3 separate regions of the Danio rerio genome follow, and regions 2 and 3 are each linked to region 1. A link is a contact called in public HiChIP or PLAC-seq data. All regions are on one chromosome and are shown on one strand. Each heading gives the region's core, a stretch centred on a gene start, on an enhancer-like site or on the middle of the called end of the contact. The rest is flanking DNA. Distances are from core to core; before and after follow the strand shown. Region 1 holds the start of dgcr8 (DGCR8 microprocessor complex subunit). Region 2 holds the start of eif4a1b (eukaryotic translation initiation factor 4A1B). Region 3 holds the start of tp53 (tumor protein p53).

Region 1 (3,712 bases), core at 842-3,341:
CAAGATATTTTAAAGAAAGCTGGAAACCTGTAACCACAGACTTCCAACGTAGTTGTTTATCCTATTAAGGAATCAAAGGCTACAGGTTTTCAGTACTCAAAATACCACCTTTACTGTTCAACAGTATTAAGAAACTTAAAGGTTTGGATAAAACTCAAGGCAGAGTAAATTCTAATTGCTGGATGAACCATCCCTTTAACAAAGAGGAAATTATAATCGTAACAAACCATGCATTTTACCTCATAGGAGTAACTCAGGTCCTCCTCGTGCACTTGCTCCTGCTGAACTATCATCTGAGACCTGAAAGCACTTGGCTCTCCATCTTCCAGAAAGTTCTCGCTGAAATCTTCCAGGTCATCCAGCACAGCGAACTCAACCTTGTTCTCCTGCTCTGCCTCCAGCTCTTCTCTAGTTCTAGCTAAACCCATGAAGCCAGTGCTCATAGCTGAACTGCCAGGCACGCTTCTCATCATTACAGAATCATGCAATTCTCCGTTTATGCTCTCTAGGCTCTGATCTTCATCGCTAACCTGCCCAAAACCAGTGTACAACACCTTCCTGTCTTTGCTCTTACTGCTGTCCGAAAAGCTGACACTGATCTTTACGTCTCTGAGGAGTTTGAGATCAGGTAAAAACTTGGTAACAGGGGGAGCATGGCGAGCGGTTCTAGGGCAAGTAGTCATGGGGTCAGTACTATCTGATGGGCGGCTACTAACAGACAATGTGCGTTTGTTGAGGAGAAGCTGTTCGTCCCTGTCCACTGCTGGGGTGTGTTGGTGTCCATCACCACCAGAGCTAACGTCCATTTCCTCTGCGTCACTGGACGTTTGCAGGGGAGGTGGTGGAGGTGCTTTACTGTAATCATTCCCCGCCAATACTGCGTCAGGTGGCTCCAATGGGAGGGGAGGTAAAATCTCATTTACATCCATATTTAATTTCTTAAAAATAGCTATGCTAAAACTGATACAAGAACACAATTGGGGAGAGATGTGCCCGATTTAACTAAAACAATTGCAGCCCTAACACATGCATGTATACATTATAAAGCTTGAAACTCCTATTTAGTAATAGTCATGTACATGGTTGAATATGCTAAGCTGACTACATTGTTCTTTTCATTAATGTAGACAGCTTTTTAGAAATTACTGTCTCAATTATTGGAAATCACAATGCATTCAGCTTAAATGGTTCCCATATCTAAGCACTGTCCATCCCAGGAGGCCAGATCTTCTGTCAGTACTGAAAAAGAGAAAGGAAAAAGAAAAATCAAGAGACATTGGGAAAAAGTTTTATGGCACATTAAAACTGACTTGTAATGAATAGTTTCTTTAGGTTTTGAAATTAAGTAAATGCAAACGATAATTTAAAGAACACAGAAACACTGAGGAAGATGCATTTAGTTTAAAAATAAAATCAAGCCATGCATTTATGGTGCATTTTAGCTCTAATTACAAACAAAATAAAACATTTCCAGGTCTTAAATGCTAATTTTATATTGGAAGAGCAAATTAAGAGTGCAAAACTCTGCATTTTCAACGTTTAACTCATCACAACGCATAACGAAGTGGCATTACCTCATATTAACTGTGTATTTATTTGCTATACTGTAGTGTGATGTAGCTACATGACAGCCTAAAAAATAAACACTGTATTTAAAACGCATCATAACAAGCTGAAGCCCCAAAGGCCCTTGCTAAATTGTCGGCTAAGCGAAGCTAAACAAAATGGCTGCAATTCCTCACGACATTAAAAACTACAATTTAACGTCACATTGCTCGGCTATTAAACCAGGTTTGTTCAAGCTTTTTATTTTGTTCGGCAGAAACCAGTCGAAGACTCGATTAGTGAGTCCTTATACGGTATAAGAATGAATCGTACACGCCAACCGAACCTTTTCGACCAAAGCATGCGCGATAAAGATTAACGTCGGCAGGAGAAAATATCACTGATGTTTGAGCAAACGATTTTCTTTTACTTACCCAATTAGACAACGCGTCTACTGAAGCCAGCATGCAATCATAGGCATTTTCTGCTGATTGGCTTCAGATGGCCGTGTCTTCTCTCCGCCATCTTCACTGCAGAGCTGAGCAGCATCAGATCTTTCTGAACACGCCTCTCAACCGGCGCCCACGCACATGTGATTGGCCCAATCGGCTTGATTCATATTTACTGAAGAAACTTGCTTCCGATGTCGCTGAATTGCAATTTAGGAAGTCTTGATACTATTTGTGTGATTATTGGGGAAATGAAATAAATACTACACCCGTGCATTACCCAACACTCACAAAATTGCATTTATCAAGTGTGTAAGAATGAATTTTGTGAATGTGAGAGCACACTCGAGTGTAATTTTATGTCATTATGTAGTTGTTAAAACATGAATACACGTGTAACAAGTTTTTCAAACATGCCAAACTTTGTTGACGAGTCGTTGAGTCGAATCTTTCCAATGAATCTGTTGATTTACTAATGTCCTATTCAAATCTAATATGCAAATTATGTAGCCTATGTGATACACTGTATAAAAGATATACAATTTCGTGTTTGGATTTCAAATATAAAATATATGTCGTATACAGTGTGTAAAGTAACAGATTACAAATACTCAAATTACTCTGAGTAGTTTTTTTTCTCAGGATTAGTAATTTACTACATAGTTTTAACAATGTGTACCTTCCCTTGAGTACATTAGTGCTGTGTGTGTTTTACTCCACTACTTCCTTCAACCTGCAGTCACTACTCTATTTTTTCCTATCTATGGGAATTAGAAAATTCCGTCCAATCAAACCGTAGCCTACATAGAAAGTAAATCCCATCATACTGAACTACCTTAAGACACACAGCAAACAGTTTGGAAGCATTAAAAGTGTCCAATAAGGTACTTTACACCAGGGCTGCCCAAATTAAGTTCTGGAGGGCCAAAGTCCTGTAGAATTTAGCTTCAACTTGCTCTTGCCAGAAGCTTTTTAGAATACCTGGTAAAAGCTTGATTAGTTGGTTCCGGTGTGTCTAATTGTGGATGAAGCTAAAATCTGCAAGACACCGGCCCTTCAGGATTGAGTTTGGGCATCGCTGCCCAAAACTGATCGTATATGTAAAATGTCATACAATAATTTTGTCTACCAAAAGTTACAAATATGCAGGGGTGTATTAGTCACCAATAGTATCTGAATGCAGATTATACAAGGCAAGCTGATTTGTATGTGTGTGTGAATTATTGTAATATTTAACACTTGCAATTACAACGCCCCAACATCTACTTGTATGAATGGTACTTAAAAAATAAATAAATCAAGCACATCTGCACTTGTATATATTCTTGAAAGTATTGTGCTATGAACATACACAAGGGTTAATCAGACGAGGCAGCAAACGGGTAATCAAATTCTGTCACCCTCCTCTGTTTCTCAAAAAGTTCACGTTTGCCTTTCATTTGTGTCTTGTTTATACTGCAGAAAGCATATGGGCACATGTGGAGATACTGTTACATTCAAATCTGTTTCACACAGAAATCAAACTAAGAATGTATATGTACTGCAGTTTAATGTAGATCCTTATATATCATTTCACAATAAACACTGCAAATGCAAATGTTTTCATATGACTTTATGAAACTTTTATCTTTATTATTAATAAACAACTTTACGTTTATAATGGCATTCATGAATTCACATTATAAAATGGGAGTAAACTATAGAAAACAATATAGTAT
Region 2 (3,574 bases), core at 209-2,708, 300 kb after region 1:
TTCTTGATGTCAGTAACTTGTATGCTAAAACAGTAATTCCATTGAGTGGTGAAAGGAGACTTGCAGACATTTTAAAAATGTATTGCGCTATACACATACTGAGTCAATATGGACCACGACACTATATTATTTTTGTTTGTTCAATATTGTTTGTCTGTCGTTATGTACCTGTGCGATTTAAGATGCAAAAGTATGGAGAAAAAAAAAGTGCAGCTGTAAATTAAACCGTTTTATATCTTTTGAGATGCATACGTTGTTGTAAGCTGTACTAATAAAAAACATGAAGACAATAAGTGTCATCCATGTGTACAATTTTTGTGTTTTAGGAATTGCTTGGTTTAATTAGGATATTTAAGGCTGTTTAGAGCAGTTGTTGACATCAAAATTTATTTCATGTCATTTATAATTTGCTCGTCCTGTGGCTTTTTTGTGTATTTTATCCACGACAGTTTTTTAAATATGTATGAATTAGTCTAACTGCACTTGTTTGTATATTTTTGGTAAAATTGTCAAATAAAATCAATCAATCAAAATGAATACAGCAGCTAAGTACAAGCTCACCTACGGTTGTTTGGAAAGGTAACTAAATGTATGCTAATTATCTAGACGTTTTTACTACAAAATACTAAGGTAACCCTGCTGAAAAATCCAGCTTAAACCAGCCTAAGCTGGTTGGCTGGTTTTAGCTGGTCGACCAGGCTGGTTTTAGAGGGGTTTTGGCCACTTCCAGGCTGGTTTCCAGCCATTTCCAGCCTGGTCTTAGCTGGTCAGGCTGGAAAATGACCAGCCAAATCCAGCTAAAACCAGCTTGACCAGCCTGGTTTAAGCTGGATATAGCTGGTTTTGGCTGGACTCCCAGCTTGGCCAGGCTGGTCAAGCTGGTTTTAGCTGGTCATCTCCCAGCCTGACCAGCTAAGACCAGGCTGGAAATGGCTGGAAACCAGCCTGGAAGTGGCCAAAACCCCTCTAAAACCAGCCTGGTCGACCAGCTAAAACCAGCCAACCAGCTTAGGCTGGTTTAAGCTGGATTTTTCAGCAGGGAAATGGGTTAAGTTCTCTTACAATTAAAAATAATCATATATAGTTTAAAATATAATGGTAGTTTGTAATATAATAACACTTCCCCATCAAGAGACTATTATTTAAAGTGTTTCTGGGTAAGATTACACTGCATTGCCATACCTGGATATAATGGACGCTTTCTACGTGACCGTAGGCCAAGCAAATGATATTTTGAGGTTAGCTTTAGTCCAATTACATTTCAGCAAGGGCAGGAATAACACGTCAAGTTCCGCCCCATTTAACGTTATCCAACACCTAAAGGCGGTTACTACTACTGACTGACGTCTGCACTGTCCAATCAGAATACGCGGAGGGCGGGACATATTCTGACTGATGGCCGAATGCAGCAATCACAATTTGACCAAGAAGCCCGTGTTAAACTATATAAAACATTTTCGCGGTGTGCTCGCCCTTTGTGATAATGTCGGCAGATTATGAAGGGAGGTAGGGCCGCGGAAACTCATCGATCTTTATGTATTTATTTAAACACCACAGGTCGCATGCGTACATGTTGTCAGTCGCTACAGACGTTCCGCTTCTAGATTTTGTTGGCCGTGGCTCGTGCTTCGTGGTCTTGAATGTCGTAAACGAGTAGTAAAATGCCCACCGTTTTTAGCATATGAGCTCTTAGCAACCCTGGCCTGCTTGAGGACGTTGACGTTGGACGATATATACTTTTCAACGGCTCAAAACTACGATTTAGACCGCCAACGATGGGTGTTACGTCAATCTGATGAATTTAATAATTATATCGCAACCTAAATTAGTGTTCATAGATGACAGGCTGCTCGACACATTACCCTCTACATATGGCCCCTAGCAAAGCCTGATTTCCCTAAACACGCATTCTCACACATTCAATCTAAATACATTTTCATTAAGACTACGTGGAAGGTTATCTGCATTGACAAGTGTAATTAATGATAGATGAATACCAGAATACGGCTGTGTTTGTAAAATGCGACTTGTTTATATATAAAACAGTAAACATTATTGCCCAAGTATAGTATACGTTATTATGAGGTGTTGATGTGTGACATTTCTTTCCAGACCCAGAGACAATGGCCCCGAGGGCATGGAGCCAGATGGAGTCATTGAGGTTAGTGGAAAAAAAAGAAATGTATATTATATAATGTATGTCACTCTTGGTGCAGCTGTAATAAACAGGTTGGCACTGAACTGAAAGTGCTGTCAGTTGTTTTGACAGTCTTGTCCTCACTGTGGGGGTCAGCAATTCCTTTTCTGCACAACTGCCAACCTGTTTTCTTTTATGCGCTATGCAGAGTGACAAATAGCTAATCATTTTTTTTTTCTCAGAGTGAGACTGCATGAAGATGAACTTGGTCTTTTCTTAATTAACATGTAATTATTTTCTTCCCTGTGACTGCAGAGTAACTGGGATGAGATCGTGGACAGCTTTGATGACATGAACCTGCGTGAGACTCTGCTCAGGGGAATCTATGCTTATGGTTTTGAGAAGCCCTCTGCCATCCAGCAAAGGGCTATCCTCCCTTGCATCAAGGGTAAGACACTTTTAATGTTTGTCCTAAAAAAAAAAGGGGGGGACGTTTCCATGTGAGTTGTAGCTGCCATGGCTGATCTTTTGAAGCTTGAAAACCATTCATTCTGTTTCATCAATAATGCATGTACATCTCTTTCCCTGTTGTAGGATATGATGTCATTGCTCAGGCCCAGTCGGGCACAGGCAAGACTGCCACTTTTGCCATCTCCATCCTGCAGCAGATTGACATAGAGCTGAAGGGCACTCAAGCTTTGGTCCTGGCGCCCACCCGTGAACTGGCTCAGCAGGTCAGTGCCTTTTTATTACAAGTACTATTTTTATTTGTCAGTGTGATCATTTGCTGTTAATGAATGTCCATTTTATAAAGCAATTTCACATATTGTCATGTTTTTCTAAGCATGTATCTAACTAAAGTTGGTAATTAGACATTTATTTTCTGTTTTCAGTTGCAAAAGAGTATAGGTAGATCAGTGTTTCTTCATTTTTAGCCATTCCCCACTTTAGAGGTAGGGAAGAGTTCCGATCCTGACCTGTCCCTAAGTTACCCAAGCAAAATGCTAATACACTAAGATTTCAAGAATAACTTTTCAAATGTATTGAAAAATAATATAAATAATAATGCAGTAGATTAGGGCTGCATGATATTGGAAAAACTGACATTGCAATATTTAGTTTTTCTGTGATATGAATATAATATCACAAGATAATCACTTTGAAAAAACTACAAATGATTTTGTAGTGAAGTCCATCTGCACAAAATCCAAAAAATTATACAAAACACAGAATAATATTTTAAAGACAATAGAACAAAGATAAAAATGAAATAAACAACGCTTTATGGTAAGGGTGTCCAAACTCCGTCCTGGAGGGGCGGTTCCCTGCAGGTTTAAGTTCCAACTTGCCTCAACACACCTCCAAGGATATTTCTAGAAAGCCTAGTAAGAGCTTGATTAGGTAGCCCAGGTGTGTCTGATTGGGTTTGGAAGTAAA
Region 3 (3,984 bases), core at 976-3,475, 440 kb after region 1:
TTTATTCCGCACCAATTCACTCATGTAGGGTGACAGGAGCTATTAGATTACAGAGTAAATATTTAGGCTAAAAAGTGAGCATTTAAAAAGTTCTAAACCAATAGTTCAACTGAAGAAAGAAAAAAAAAAAGGTTTGGTTGTGGGTGGTACGCTGTGCGACGTCACTTTTTTTTTTAACCCCACCACTACCGGATAACTTTTTGGCGCTGCACATGAGAACATGCCCATTCATGTCTTCAGACAATGCTGTAAGAAATAATCTTCTTATTTGCCCACACCTGATGTCAGACCAACGAGCTAAATGACTACAACAACCATCTCTGAAGTCAAGTGGTGAATATACAAAAGATAGGAGGCCTGAGATATCATTCAGCACAGGAGAGGAGGAGGGGAAGAATGAATGAATGAAGCCGTGTGGTATCCTCAGCATTCAGATTCAACGCTCACCAGTAAGAACAACCTGCATCTCTGCATGACTTCAGCTACATGTCCACATTTAGACTACTATATGCTACATACTGAAGTTAGCCATCTTACTACCATCATATAACCACTTTGCACATACACTTATACAGTATATTATCAGTCATATTTGTCACTAACCCTAATTTTATTTCTGAATAATTTACACAGATTATGAGCAAACCATGGCACATATGCAAACAGATTTCTACATACAGTTTTGTGATATTTTCATTATGGATTATGAATGTTTAATTTAAGATTACTAGATTGATCAACTATACTGAAATGTCTCTTTCCATTAAATTTGTGAAAGTATGTGTGTGTATGCGCTTTTGACTCACAGTGCAAGTTACAGATTTTGCTGTGCCAGACTGCGGGAACCTGAGCCTAAATCCATGATCGCCGGGATAGTCGCTTGTCTCCGGAACAGTGGATGTTGGTGGGAGAGTGGATGGCTGAGGCTGTTCTTCAAGCACATTTTCAAAAAAATTGGGGTCAAACGATCCCGGCAAGTACTCCTGGCAAACACAGAACAAACAAAAGTTCAACACTGAAAACCAAAAGAGGAAAATAGAGATTTCTGGGTGTTTGAGATTATTTTTTTAAATACCTCATCATTAATGATGTCCCAGCAAGAGCCACCACCTGGGGGCTGAATACTTCTGAGACAATTGAAAAGGAAGAGAGAGAAATTAGTATTAATCTGTTGAAGCTCATACAAAGAACTCCAGATAAACAATACGTTCGACAGATGCATCTTAAACAAGCAAACACCAAAAATATTAAGACAGGTACATTATAGCAACCTGACATGGCTGCTAACAAAAATACGGGGAAATTTAGAGAGGCAGGAAAAAGAGGAGCGTTGTGTATCAGGAGTGCGACCCTTGCGAACTTACATCAAATTCTTCTCCCAGAGCTCCGCGAACTCTTGGCTGTCGTTTTGCGCCATTGCTGTGAAATTATAAACACGAAAGTCATAAAAACCTGGGGGGAAATAATATATCACGACAACTAAAATTACTATAACGTTAAAATAAAAGTCGGGATGTTGTTTCTTATGCAAAGTGTGATATTTATATAACATGTACATTCACTTTAAATTTAAAAAACAGGCGATCGCTCAGAGTCGCAAAGATGCCGCTTAACGTTAGCTTATTAGCTTCACAGTTCTGTCGCGCAAGTAGATATAGCTAAAAATGAATAAAAATGCGCATACCTGTACATAAGATTTCTAAAAGTCACCTAAAGCTATTATACTGAAACTCTAAGTTTGCATTTTCGACAGCTAATGTTAGCTAGCTAACAGGCTTAGCGGCTAACGTTAACATCAACGTTTTAGTAACGTTTAAAGCGATGTCGGGCCTAAAGTTCGAAATACGAGTTTCACTCTTAATTCATTACCAGTTTTTATCGAATCGACGTCAGTTTGTTACAATAATACAACACACAAGCGGTCCAATGATGTTGCACACCAAATCCCGACTTTTACTTAATATACAAACAGCTGAATCTACAAACACTAGTTAACGTTAATAAATATGATCGATCAAACCACTAACGCTAGTCAATAAAAGTTTCGCTTTGTTACCTTTGCAAGAATTGATTTTGCCGACCTCCTCTCCACTAAACTACGATTATCGACTTTCGGATTGCCCGGATATGTAGTCGATCGACTTAAAGAATGACCAAAACAAGGAGGTTATTGGACATCCACAAAGCAAATCCGCGTGGAGTTTTGGGGATTCCCCTAGTTACAGGAGGAGCATGTGACGTCAGCGTCACCTGACGGACAGAGAATGAATTAATTGAAAGAAAAAAGAAAACGCTGCAGAAAAATATCGATTTTAATGCACGAATCGATGCTTCATTCCACTTTATATTTATAACTAACGTTGTCTGTTTTATGCCAATTAATTCGAGTGTTGCAAAAGGGCGGGATCTATTAAACGAGGAAGTTGTTTGTCCAGTGAACTTTCTGCATCCAGGTCGCGTAGACGATTTAAATCTGCAGCGTTTTTATATATTATATTGAACAATAGCACTTGTTGACCTTGCGTTTCGCAGAAATAGTAATATTGAAACAAAGAAAGGATCTGTAATGGTAGATAAACAGAGGGATGCGAGGCAGATGTGTCCTTGCTGTGATTTAAGAAATCACATGGAAGGCGTCAAATTGCAATCTACAGAACAAACTGAAAGTCGGTTATTAGTGGTTTACTGGATATTATAAAATAATGAGCTCCAAAGGCTTATTAAAATTACTGTGCTTTACATAGATTACAGCCACACAATGTCTGTGATTGGTCCGTCCGTAAAATCATTAGTGAAACCACTGACTGACTAGTTGTGTCCCCACATCATGGGAGAGGAAGACTGTCATGAGCACTTCATCACTCAGACTGAAAGTTTATGAAGTAAGTATCGCATTTCAGAAATTTCATTTCATTTTCTTGTCGGCTTAGTCCCTTTATTAATCCGGGGTCGCCACAGCGGAATAAACGCCAACTTATCCAGCAAGTTTTTACGCAGCGGATGCCCTTCCAGCCACAACCCATCTCTGGGAAACACCCACACACACATTCACACACACTAGGGACAATTTTAGCTTACCCAAGTCACCTGTACTGCATGTCTTTGGACTGTGGGGGAAACCGGAGCACCCGGAGGAAACCCACGGTCCCACGCGAAGGCAGGAAGAACATGCAAACTCCACACAGAAACGCCAACTGAGGCCGAGGTTCGAACCAGCGACCCAGCAACCTTCTTGCTGTGAGGCGACAGCACTAGCTTCTGCGCCACTGCCTCACCCCATTTCAGAAATGTAACTGTTATTGTCACCCACGTTTAGGATAATAAGCAGTTTATCTTACATACAATAGGCCTAAGGAAACTGCTTATAATATGAAACAGGTAGGCTTTGGTTTGATTTCAGTCAAGTATGTATAAAGAATAGGTGTCAGCAGTCATTTATGTTGTATAACATACACAAGAAATACAGCCTTCTGAAAAAACATTTCCTGGCATAAAAAGGATAAATCAGACATGAAACAATTACTTTAAGTAAGACTGTATGATCTTGAAAAAGCACCTTTTTAGGACAGAAGCAATTAATTTAATCTGATAAGTCACCCAGTTTGCGTTATTTTGAAATATTTGTGTGATTGACAACAATATGAGAAGAGAGTAAAAAGAGAGCGAATCAGAAGCAAAACCCCAAACATATATTTTATATTGTATTGTAAACATTCGCATGCATGGTGGAATAAGTCATATTTTTCGAGGGCATTATTAATTGACTGAGAAATATGCCTAGACCTATTATGTTTTGAAGACATGAAATATAATATTTTTTTACCTTCAAAGAATTATTGTGATGCCAAAGCCACTTTGTTTTAATACCTCTCAAATTTTTGTGTATTTAAAAAAAAAAAAAGATTCTCTAAAGACAATAGATGATCAGTGTTACATTTATATGATGACAATTCATAAACCAAAACTTTATTGCAATTTAAAAAA

The links. HiChIP or PLAC-seq counts read pairs in DNA pulled down with a chosen protein or histone mark.
Region 2: a contact with region 1 is called in an H3K4me3 HiChIP or PLAC-seq map of gastrula embryo, with 5 times the contacts expected there. The contact joins the promoter of eif4a1b here to the promoter of dgcr8 in region 1. A contact is called at or near these places in 2 of 4 datasets of contacts at active chromatin or transcription factors (embryo and gastrula embryo).
Region 3: a contact with region 1 is called in an H3K4me3 HiChIP or PLAC-seq map of gastrula embryo, with 5 times the contacts expected there. The contact joins the promoter of tp53 here to the promoter of dgcr8 in region 1. A contact is called at or near these places in 2 of 4 datasets of contacts at active chromatin or transcription factors (embryo and gastrula embryo).

Annotation. Positions count from the first base shown.
Region 1 is chr5:25,176,385-25,180,096 of GRCz12tu, reverse strand. dgcr8 (DGCR8 microprocessor complex subunit) reads right to left here and starts at 2,091. Exons shown (of 14, transcript NM_001122749.1): 1 at 1,980-2,091; 2 at 240-1,239. The coding sequence starts at 929. mir1306 (microRNA mir-1306) reads right to left here and starts at 846; the gene lies at 778-846.
Region 2 is chr5:24,874,295-24,877,868 of GRCz12tu, reverse strand. eif4a1b (eukaryotic translation initiation factor 4A1B) reads left to right here and starts at 1,458. Exons shown (of 11, transcript NM_201510.2): 1 at 1,458-1,506; 2 at 2,113-2,161; 3 at 2,453-2,585; 4 at 2,732-2,871. The coding sequence starts at 1,484. senp3a (SUMO specific peptidase 3a) reads left to right here. Exons shown (of 11, transcript NM_001105114.1): 11 at 1-293. All of the region lies in intron 2 of LOC141385809 (a long non-coding RNA gene), which reads right to left.
Region 3 is chr5:24,740,988-24,744,971 of GRCz12tu, reverse strand. tp53 (tumor protein p53) reads right to left here and starts at 2,225. Exons shown (of 11, transcript NM_131327.2): 1 at 2,057-2,225; 2 at 1,365-1,419; 3 at 1,076-1,124; 4 at 807-983. The coding sequence starts at 1,417.